Linked DNA regions of Sus scrofa: regions 2 and 3 are each linked to region 1. The links are chromatin contacts, called in public HiChIP or PLAC-seq maps. All regions are on one chromosome and are shown on one strand. Each heading gives the region's core, a stretch centred on a gene start, on an enhancer-like site or on the middle of the called end of the contact. The rest is flanking DNA. Distances are from core to core; before and after follow the strand shown.

Region 1 (2,700 bases), core at 195-2,694:
AGTGTGTAGTAAAAAAAATGGAAACCCTGAGTATAGACAGCCTCCTTGAGAAGTGGCTGAGTAAAGAGGGTCAGATGTCACCTTAAAGGTGTTTTGTTTTGTTTTTCTTTTTCTCTTTTTAGGGCTACACATGTGGCATATGGAAGTTCCCAGGCTAGGGGTTGAATTGGAGCTGTAGCTCCCGGCCTACACCACAGCCACAGCAACCCAGGATCTGAGCTGCATCTGCGACCTACACCACAGCCCATGCCAACACCAGATCCTTAACCCACCTTGTAGGACCAGGGATCGAACCCATGTCCTCAAGGATACTAGTCGAGTTTGTTACTGCTGAGCCACAACAGGAACTCCTAAAGGTGTTTTTTTTTTAAGTTGAGATTTATAAATTTGATTGTGTGTCATAAATATTTTAAAAATAATGACCAGGATGTTTGTAAGGTAGAGGACACCAAAAATAAAAGAAAGCATGTTTGCTGGATTAGTAGACAAGAGGAAATGGGTGGAGGGGATGGTGCTTTGAAAATGTGGATGAAATGATTTTTCTGGAAGATGAGAAAGAAGAGAGGAAAGGAAGGAGAGGCAGATATAGATAAATGGTGCAGAGGAGAAAAAAAGGAATTCAAAGGTGTCCTGATGTGCATGATACTTAAATGAAAAGGACAGTGAGGCTGACAGAGTGAGCTGCATCTGTAGGGCGTTGGGGGCAGGTTGAAGGGAATGAGTAATACTTGCGCAGCAGGTGTAATACCAAGTGGTATTATGATACTTGATAGGACGAGAGAAGGCGGTGGTTCTCTGACCACATTTGCTAATCAGTTGTTGGTCTGAAACATATAATAGGAATAGAAGTGCTCTGTTTCCAATTTCTGTGATTTGTAATGGTTCCTTTCCTATTAACACAAGATTGCTTTTAGGCAAATCCACCCTAGCAGTAAATGTTTCCCTATTGTAGTAGTTTTTGCCAAAGACTTTTCTGGAGGCAGTGGTTCACATCTGTGGTCTAACAGTCTTAAATGTTTTGAAAATGTTTTAATATAATATAGCCCTCTTTTATGTTACCATTTTATTTATACATGACTTTATTGTCAGTATGTGATTACTTCCTGGCTGTTGAAGTTATCTCATGTTATGTAACCATCGCAAAACTCTGGGTGAAGTCCACGGCAGTCGTATTTTATAATTATCAGTCATGGTTTCGGGGTAATACATTCAGTAAAGAGTGGGCCGAGCAGTTCTGGACTTACAGGTCTCTCATATGGTTTCAGAAATATGGCTGTAGACAGATAGTGGCTGGAGCAGAAACCATCAGAAGCTGGAGCAGTTGGGGAACCAGCCACATACCCCTCCCTTCATCAACTTGAGGCCCTATGTGGGTTCTCTCCATGTGGGCTCGTTTGAGCTTCCTCATGGGATGGTGGTTGGTTTCCAAGAGTGGGTGAGTTAAGAGGAAAGAGAAACTCCCTGGTTCCTCTTAACTTAGCTTCAGAAGTGGCTCTGTCAGTCACAGCAGTTACAAACCCTCACCCAGAGTCAAGGAGAGGGGACACAGACCCCAGTTCTAGATGGAAAGAGTGTCAAGAATGCCAGAGTCTAGAGTTGCCCTTGTGGCTCAGTGGGTTAGGAACCCGACTGGTATTCAGGAGGAGGTGGGTTCGATTCCTGGCCTCTCTCGGTGGATTAAGGATCCAGTGTTCCCATGAGCGGTGGTGTAGGTCACAGACATAGCTTGGATCCCACAGTGCTGTGGCTGTGATGTAGGCCTGTAGCTGCAGCTCCAATTCGATCCCTAGCAAGGGAACTTCCATATGCCGCAGGTGTGGCTCTAAAAAGAAAGAAAAAAAAATTGTCCTGAAGCAATGAGTGTGGTCATTAAAAAAAAAAAAAAAAAAGAATCCTGGAGCCATGTTTTAAAACTGCCACATTGATTGTGTAAATTTCCATTAAGGCATATCACCATTTGGATCTGATAACAGCTTGGTAGGAAAAAAATAATCTAGGAAACAATTTTACCAAGCTTCTAAAATTGTTGTTGTTTATCCCATCTCCTTATAGCCATTGCAGTACTGCTTCCCACGATGAATATGAAAGTGTGAATTGTCACAGAGTGTTATTTCATAGGTCATGAGGTCCCTTGTTTGTTCACTCTCCTTTTCTTCCTTTTTTGACTAGCAAGTTCACAGATGCGTCAGACTAAAGAAAATGGTCACATACTGCCATAGTGTGACACATCTGCGGTGTAGGGAGGAGGTGATGACGCTTCTTAGCAAATTCTCAGAATGTTATCCATAAAACAGATTTTCTTTTTTGCCCACACCCTCTGCATGCAGAAGTTCCAGGGCCAGGGATTGAACCCGTGCCGCAGCTATAGCCAGAGCCACTGCAATGACAAAACTGGATCCTTAACCCGCTGAGCCACCAGGGAATTCCCAAAGTAGATTTCTCTAACTCAAATTCTGCCTGAATTTTTTTTTTCCATTTAGAACATCTTTAATTCCTCAGAACATCACACTTTACCTCCTGTGATGGTTCCAGTGATGCCCAGTGATGGTTCCTGGTATTTATTCCCATGTATAACCCCCTTTCCCTGAGTGTGGGCTGGACCTACAGATTTGCTTCTCGTGAATAGATTGTGACAAGGAATTGGAATGTGACTTCTGAGACCATGTTACCGAAAGAAAGAAGTAGAAATCTCTTACTGTA
Region 2 (2,700 bases), core at 30-2,529, 360 kb before region 1:
TTTGTTGCAGAGCAGTACAATAGAGTATTAATAAATCAGTAAAAGAATTCTAAGCATAAATCTATTAGGATGAAATTCTGAGGGAAAAGAGGAATGAAATATCATTTCAAGGAGAAAAGGGTATAGGTTTCCTAGTCCTTGTTCATTTATGTTTTATATGGATTATGTGGAATTGAAATCTCCATGATACTTAGTCTTCTCTGGACATATTTAAAAGAATAGTGATAAGAAAGTGAAAAGGCAGCCCACATAATGGGAGAAAATTTTTGCACGTTGTATGTCTGATAAGGGGCAAGTATCCAGAATATATAAAGAACCATTATAGCTCTATAATAAAAAGACAAATAATTGCATTAAAAATTGTCAAAAAGAGTTCGCATTGTAGCTCAATGGAAATGAATCTGACTAGTATCCATGATGATGCAGGTTCGATCCCCGGCCTCGCTCAGTGGGTCAGGGATCTGGCATTGCCATGAGCTGTGGTGTAGGTCACAGATATGGCTCAAATCTGAAGTTGCTATGGCTGCGGCTGTGGCTGGTGGCTACAGCTCCTATTCGACCCCTAGACTGGGAACCTCCTTATGGCACGGGTGTGCCCCTAAAAAGACAAAAAAAAAAAAAAGGAAAGGGACCTGAATAGACATTTCTCCAAAGAAGATATACAAATGGCTAATAAACATATGAAAATATGCCATCAAAGAATTGCAAGTCAAAGCTAAAATGAGGTACCATCTTATACCTGATAGGATGAGTAGAATAAAAAAAGACAATTATAAGTGTTGGTGAAGCTATGTGTGATTCAGCTGCTTTTGAAAACAATCTGTAGTTCCTCAAATAGTTAAACATAGAATTATGGTAACCGGCAGTTCCACTCCTCAGTATACACCCAAGAGAAATGAAAACATGTCCACTTGCAAACTTGTATACAAATGTTAATAGTAGCATTGTTGCTAATAGCGGAGAAGTGAGAGCAGTCCAAATATCCATCACTTGATGATGGATAAATAAAATGTGATATATCTATGCAATGGAACATTATCAGTTAATAAAAAGAAATGAAATATTATTGATAGATGCTAAAATGTCAATAAATTTTGATAACATTATACTAAAAGCCAGTCACAAAAGACTAATATTGTATAATTCCACTTATACAAAAATTCCAAAATAGCTAAATCTATAGATACAGAAAGCAGATTGGTGGTTACCTAGGGCTGGGTAGGAAGCTCGTGAGAGGATTGGGGACTGACAGCTAGGGAGTGTGAGGTTTCTTTTTGAGGAAGTGAAAATGTTCTAAAATGTATTGTTGATGTTTTTACAACTTGGTGAATATACTAAAAGTCATTGAGTTGTATAGTTTAAATGAGTAAATTATATGGCATGGGAACTATATCTCAATGGAGCTGCTTTAAAAATAATGTTAATAGTTCTGTTTTTAAAGTGTCAGTGGTTGTAATATGCCAGAAATGACATATTTTGTATCTTTTAAATAAACTTATGATGAACTGTTCCAGATGTAACCTCAAATCATGAAAAAAAAGCCACGATAGTTCTGCCATCTTAAATTATCAGCTTTTTGGGTTGCATCATATTTCACTGAGTTGAGGCAGGATACTTTGCTCATTTTCCTCCTGTATAAGGACTTTCCCATATTTTGGTATTTGATTTTATTTATTTTTAAATTGAAATGTAGTTGATTAACAATGTTGTGTTAGTTTCAGGTGTATGGCAAAGTGATTCAGGTATGCATATACATATGTGTGTGTATATTTGTAAATAATATAAATATTAAATATGTTAATATGTAATACTACTAATAATAATGATGTTTACATATTAAATATGTAAATAATATAAATGTGTAAATAATCTAAGAAGAATATATATATATATACACACACACATAAATATTCTTTTTTAGATTATTTTCCATTATAGCTTATTACAAGGTGTTGAGTAGAGAAGAGTTCCTGCTGTGGCACAGCAGGAACAGTAAGAGTCTTTGCAGCACCAGGACACAGATTTGATCTTGGCCTGGCCTAGGAATTCTATATGCAAGGGGGGCAGCCAAAAAAAGAAAAAAAAGTTATTGAGTAGAATTCCTGTGCTACACAGTAGGTCTTTGTTAGTTATTTAATTTATATATAATAGTGTGTATATTTTTAATCTCAAACTCCTAATTTATCCCCCCCACTTTAAAGTTGATATTTTAAATAATGAAAATTTCTGTACGCCTTAGGTTTTTTTTTGGGGGGGGAGCTATTTCCCTTGGATAAAATTTTAGCTGACTCTCAGGAATGAATAGATTGCTGAGATTTTTAAAATTTTACTCTTTTGTTAAGTGTAATGTTCCCTACTATATATAGTCAAAGTTGCTTTAAATTGTATATCTCTGACTAAATACATTATTTTGAAATGTGTTTGAAATGTGTGTTTGTTTCCTATTAGTATGTCATGAATGAGGAGCATTTTTTATTTATTCAGTGAGCATGTATTGAATACCAGAGCCTATGCCAGATACTGGAGATACAAAGATGAGAAAGACATATTTAGCTTGTGAACTCAAAAAAAAAATTCCCTGTCTCATGGGAAAATGGTTAATTTCAGTAGGTACAATGAGCACATCAAAGTATAAAAGGGTGTTTGAGGAGGAGCCTGGAGGATGTGGCCAGTATAGGAGAGAGGTTATGTGTCTGTGCA
Region 3 (2,700 bases), core at 64-2,563, 380 kb before region 1:
ACAGCCACAGCCACGCAGGAACTGAGCTGCATCTGTGACCTACAACACAGGTCACAGCAATGCTGGATCGCTGACCCACTGAGTAAGGCCAAGGATTGAACCTCCGTCCTCATGGATACAACTTGGTTTTGTTCCTGCTGTGCCACAACGGGAACTCCCTCTAGCTTTGTTTTTGTTTTGTATTGTGTCAACTGAAATGTTTGTGAATGCTGAAAATATAGAGGAAACAGATCTCTGTATTTTCATATTATGTAACCATCCTTATTATTAATTTTTAATGAATTTTATGGGAGTATAGTTTACTTACAATGATGTATTAGTTTCAGTTGTACTAGATTATATGTATAGATATATATCCATTCTTTTTTTCCTATGTAGGTTTTTATAAACTGTTGAGTAGATTTTCCTGTCCTATACAGTAGGTTCTTTTTAGTCATCTATTTTAAACAGATAGATCTTTTTAATAGTTACATCTTAGGGGAAAAAAAAGCTTTTAGGTGGGCATGGAGCAAGACATTGAATGTTTCATATTCCTTTTTATTAGTAGGGTGGGTGCTGAGAAAAGAAACAGACCATTTCTTTTCTTTCTTTCTCTTCTTCCCTATGCTCCCAATATCACTGGGTTTTCTTTTTGCCCTGGAACTGCTTGATCTTGGTGGCGACAGTCAGCTCCATCTTCTCTGAAGCAAACGGTCTAGCTGCCAGCCAGTGGGCTTCTTTGTCCTGAGCTCTTTCACAGTCCAGGCATTGGGTCCAGTCAGTGTAGTGACCTTGTGGCTGCTTTTTCTACCCTCCCAGCGTGACAGACAATATTCTTTTCTGGTGCGTGACTGGTACAGGTAAGGGCCTAGTAGCAGGAAGGTGATACCGATGCTTTATAATGATTGGTCCCCATTTTGCAATTGGACAGCAGAATTATGGCCCCTAAAAAAAGACTTGAACTTCCTTCTGCTCCCCACTGTGTTTGATGGACCAGTTGTGGCGTGCATATTGTTTGGTTTACTTTTTCTTTCTGCTTTTACCACCAGTTGAGTTGGGAAGTTTTGAGGACACAGACACACAGGGTGATTTTTAGATTTCTTCTCTGGTTCTTGTCAGTTGCGCTCAAAAGTAGGAGAATGTGTGCCTTCTTAGTGTTTTTTTCTTTTTGTGAAAAGGAGCAAGGAAGTGAAAAATCCCAAGAGACCAGTATTGTATTTCCGGTCACCAAGCTCATTAAGTTAATATTTACTTTTAAAATGAGTGTATTTGCCAGCCCTTCCTGCTGTTTGTTTGGGGACCGTTTAACTCACATGTGAGAACCTCTGACTAGTTTCTACTTCCATTTGGTCATTTCTCCTGAGGCTGGAGACTAGTATGATATGCTGACCTCTGTTGTAACACCTTTTTGTTTTTAACTTCAGATTATGTTTATCTAGAGACTAAAGGAAGGGAAAGAAAGAAAGCTGAGGTTTTTCCTGCTTCTCTGTGTCTACTGCTCAATCTTAAGCTCCTTTCTAGAAACTCAGTTAACACATATTTAGGGGCTTAGGAAAAGTGGAAATTTGATTAAAATACAGCCTCAAGGGAGTTCCTATTTGGCTCAGCTGAAACGAACCCAACTAGTATACATGAGGAGGATGTGGGTTTGATCCTGGCCTCCATCAGTGGGTTAAAGGATCCAGCGTTGCCTTGAGCTGGGGCGTAGGTCACAGACAGGCTGGGATCTGGCCGTGCTGTGGCTGTGGCATAGGTCAGCAGCTGTAGCTCTGATTTGACCCCTCAAAACTCAAAGATTGCATTTGAAAAATTTTGATATTTTTATTGTTAGCAATTCTAATAGTTATGTTTTAACATTGTAAAATAACACCTGGTCATTAATGAAAAAGTAAAAAAAGAACAGATGACATAAAAAATTGAAGTGTAAACAATTAAGGTTTATATTTAGTAAAAAGTCTTTTTTCAATATATTAAAAAATCCCCTTTTCAGGAAGTTTAGTTTTTTTTCACCCAGGAACAAAGTATGTTCCACTATCATTTAAGCCTATTAAAAAAAAAAAAAAAACTCTCTTCACCAAGTATTATAGTTTAAAAAATTTTTGTGACCTACTTTTTTCATTTGTCAGGAATGCTGTTTCGAGGCAGCTTTAAAAAATAATCGCTAATTAGAATAAGAATAAACTTTTATTGTTTCTGCTTGCTCTTGTAGATTTTTACATGTTTATTTTGTATTTTGCTATTTTACGCAACTCTTTTGGCTCCACAGTCTTTTCAGAGGCTTCCTTTGGGTTTTCTAGGTATATAATCATGTCATCTGCAGATGATTTTTTTCTCTCTTCCTTTGCAGTATTACATGAAATGATTTTATCAGTGTTTTTTCTTGGTGCTTATAACGTTCTTTTCTTTTTTTTTTGCTATTTTTAGGGATGCACCCGCAGCATATGGAGGTTCCCAGGCTAGGGGTCTAATCAGAGCTGTAGCCACCAGCCTACACCACAGCCACAGCAATGCCAGATCCGAGCTGAGCTGCGTCTGCAACCTATACCACAGCTCATAGCAATGCCAGATCCTTAACCCACTGAGCGACGCCAGGGATTGAACCCGAAGCCTCATGGTTCTTGGTGAGATTTGTTTCTGCTGTGCCATGATGGGAACTCCCAAGTGCTTATAACTTTCTAAATGAAAGCTGTCCTTTTTCTTCAGGTCTCAGATGACTATTTT

The links. HiChIP or PLAC-seq counts read pairs in DNA pulled down with a chosen protein or histone mark.
Region 2: an H3K27ac HiChIP or PLAC-seq map of alveolar macrophages shows a contact between it and region 1. The contact joins two enhancer-like sites. A contact is called at or near these places in 2 of 2 datasets of contacts at active chromatin or transcription factors (alveolar macrophages and skeletal muscle).
Region 3: a contact with region 1 is called in an H3K27ac HiChIP or PLAC-seq map of alveolar macrophages. The contact joins two enhancer-like sites. A contact is called at or near these places in 1 of 47 Hi-C or Micro-C datasets (embryonic fibroblasts) and 2 of 2 datasets of contacts at active chromatin or transcription factors (alveolar macrophages and skeletal muscle).

Annotation. Positions count from the first base shown.
Region 1 is chr9:71,083,682-71,086,381 of Sscrofa11.1, forward strand. The region is part of intron 10 of CDK14 (cyclin-dependent kinase 14); the gene reads left to right. Among named protein-coding and RNA genes, the nearest start is that of FZD1, 260 kb to the right of the region's middle. Within about 2 kb of position 1,445, at least 1 of the 83 cell types and tissues checked has an H3K27ac peak or open chromatin away from gene starts, as enhancers often do. A contact at or near this core is called in alveolar macrophages, where this site is marked.
Region 2 is chr9:70,720,787-70,723,486 of Sscrofa11.1, forward strand. The region is part of intron 2 of CDK14 (cyclin-dependent kinase 14); the gene reads left to right. Among named protein-coding and RNA genes, the nearest start is that of CDK14, 44 kb to the left of the region's middle. Within about 2 kb of position 1,280, at least 1 of the 83 cell types and tissues checked has an H3K27ac peak or open chromatin away from gene starts, as enhancers often do. A contact at or near this core is called in alveolar macrophages, where this site is marked.
Region 3 is chr9:70,704,733-70,707,432 of Sscrofa11.1, forward strand. The region is part of intron 2 of CDK14 (cyclin-dependent kinase 14); the gene reads left to right. Among named protein-coding and RNA genes, the nearest start is that of CDK14, 28 kb to the left of the region's middle. Within about 2 kb of position 1,314, at least 12 of the 83 cell types and tissues checked have an H3K27ac peak or open chromatin away from gene starts, as enhancers often do. A contact at or near this core is called in alveolar macrophages, where this site is marked.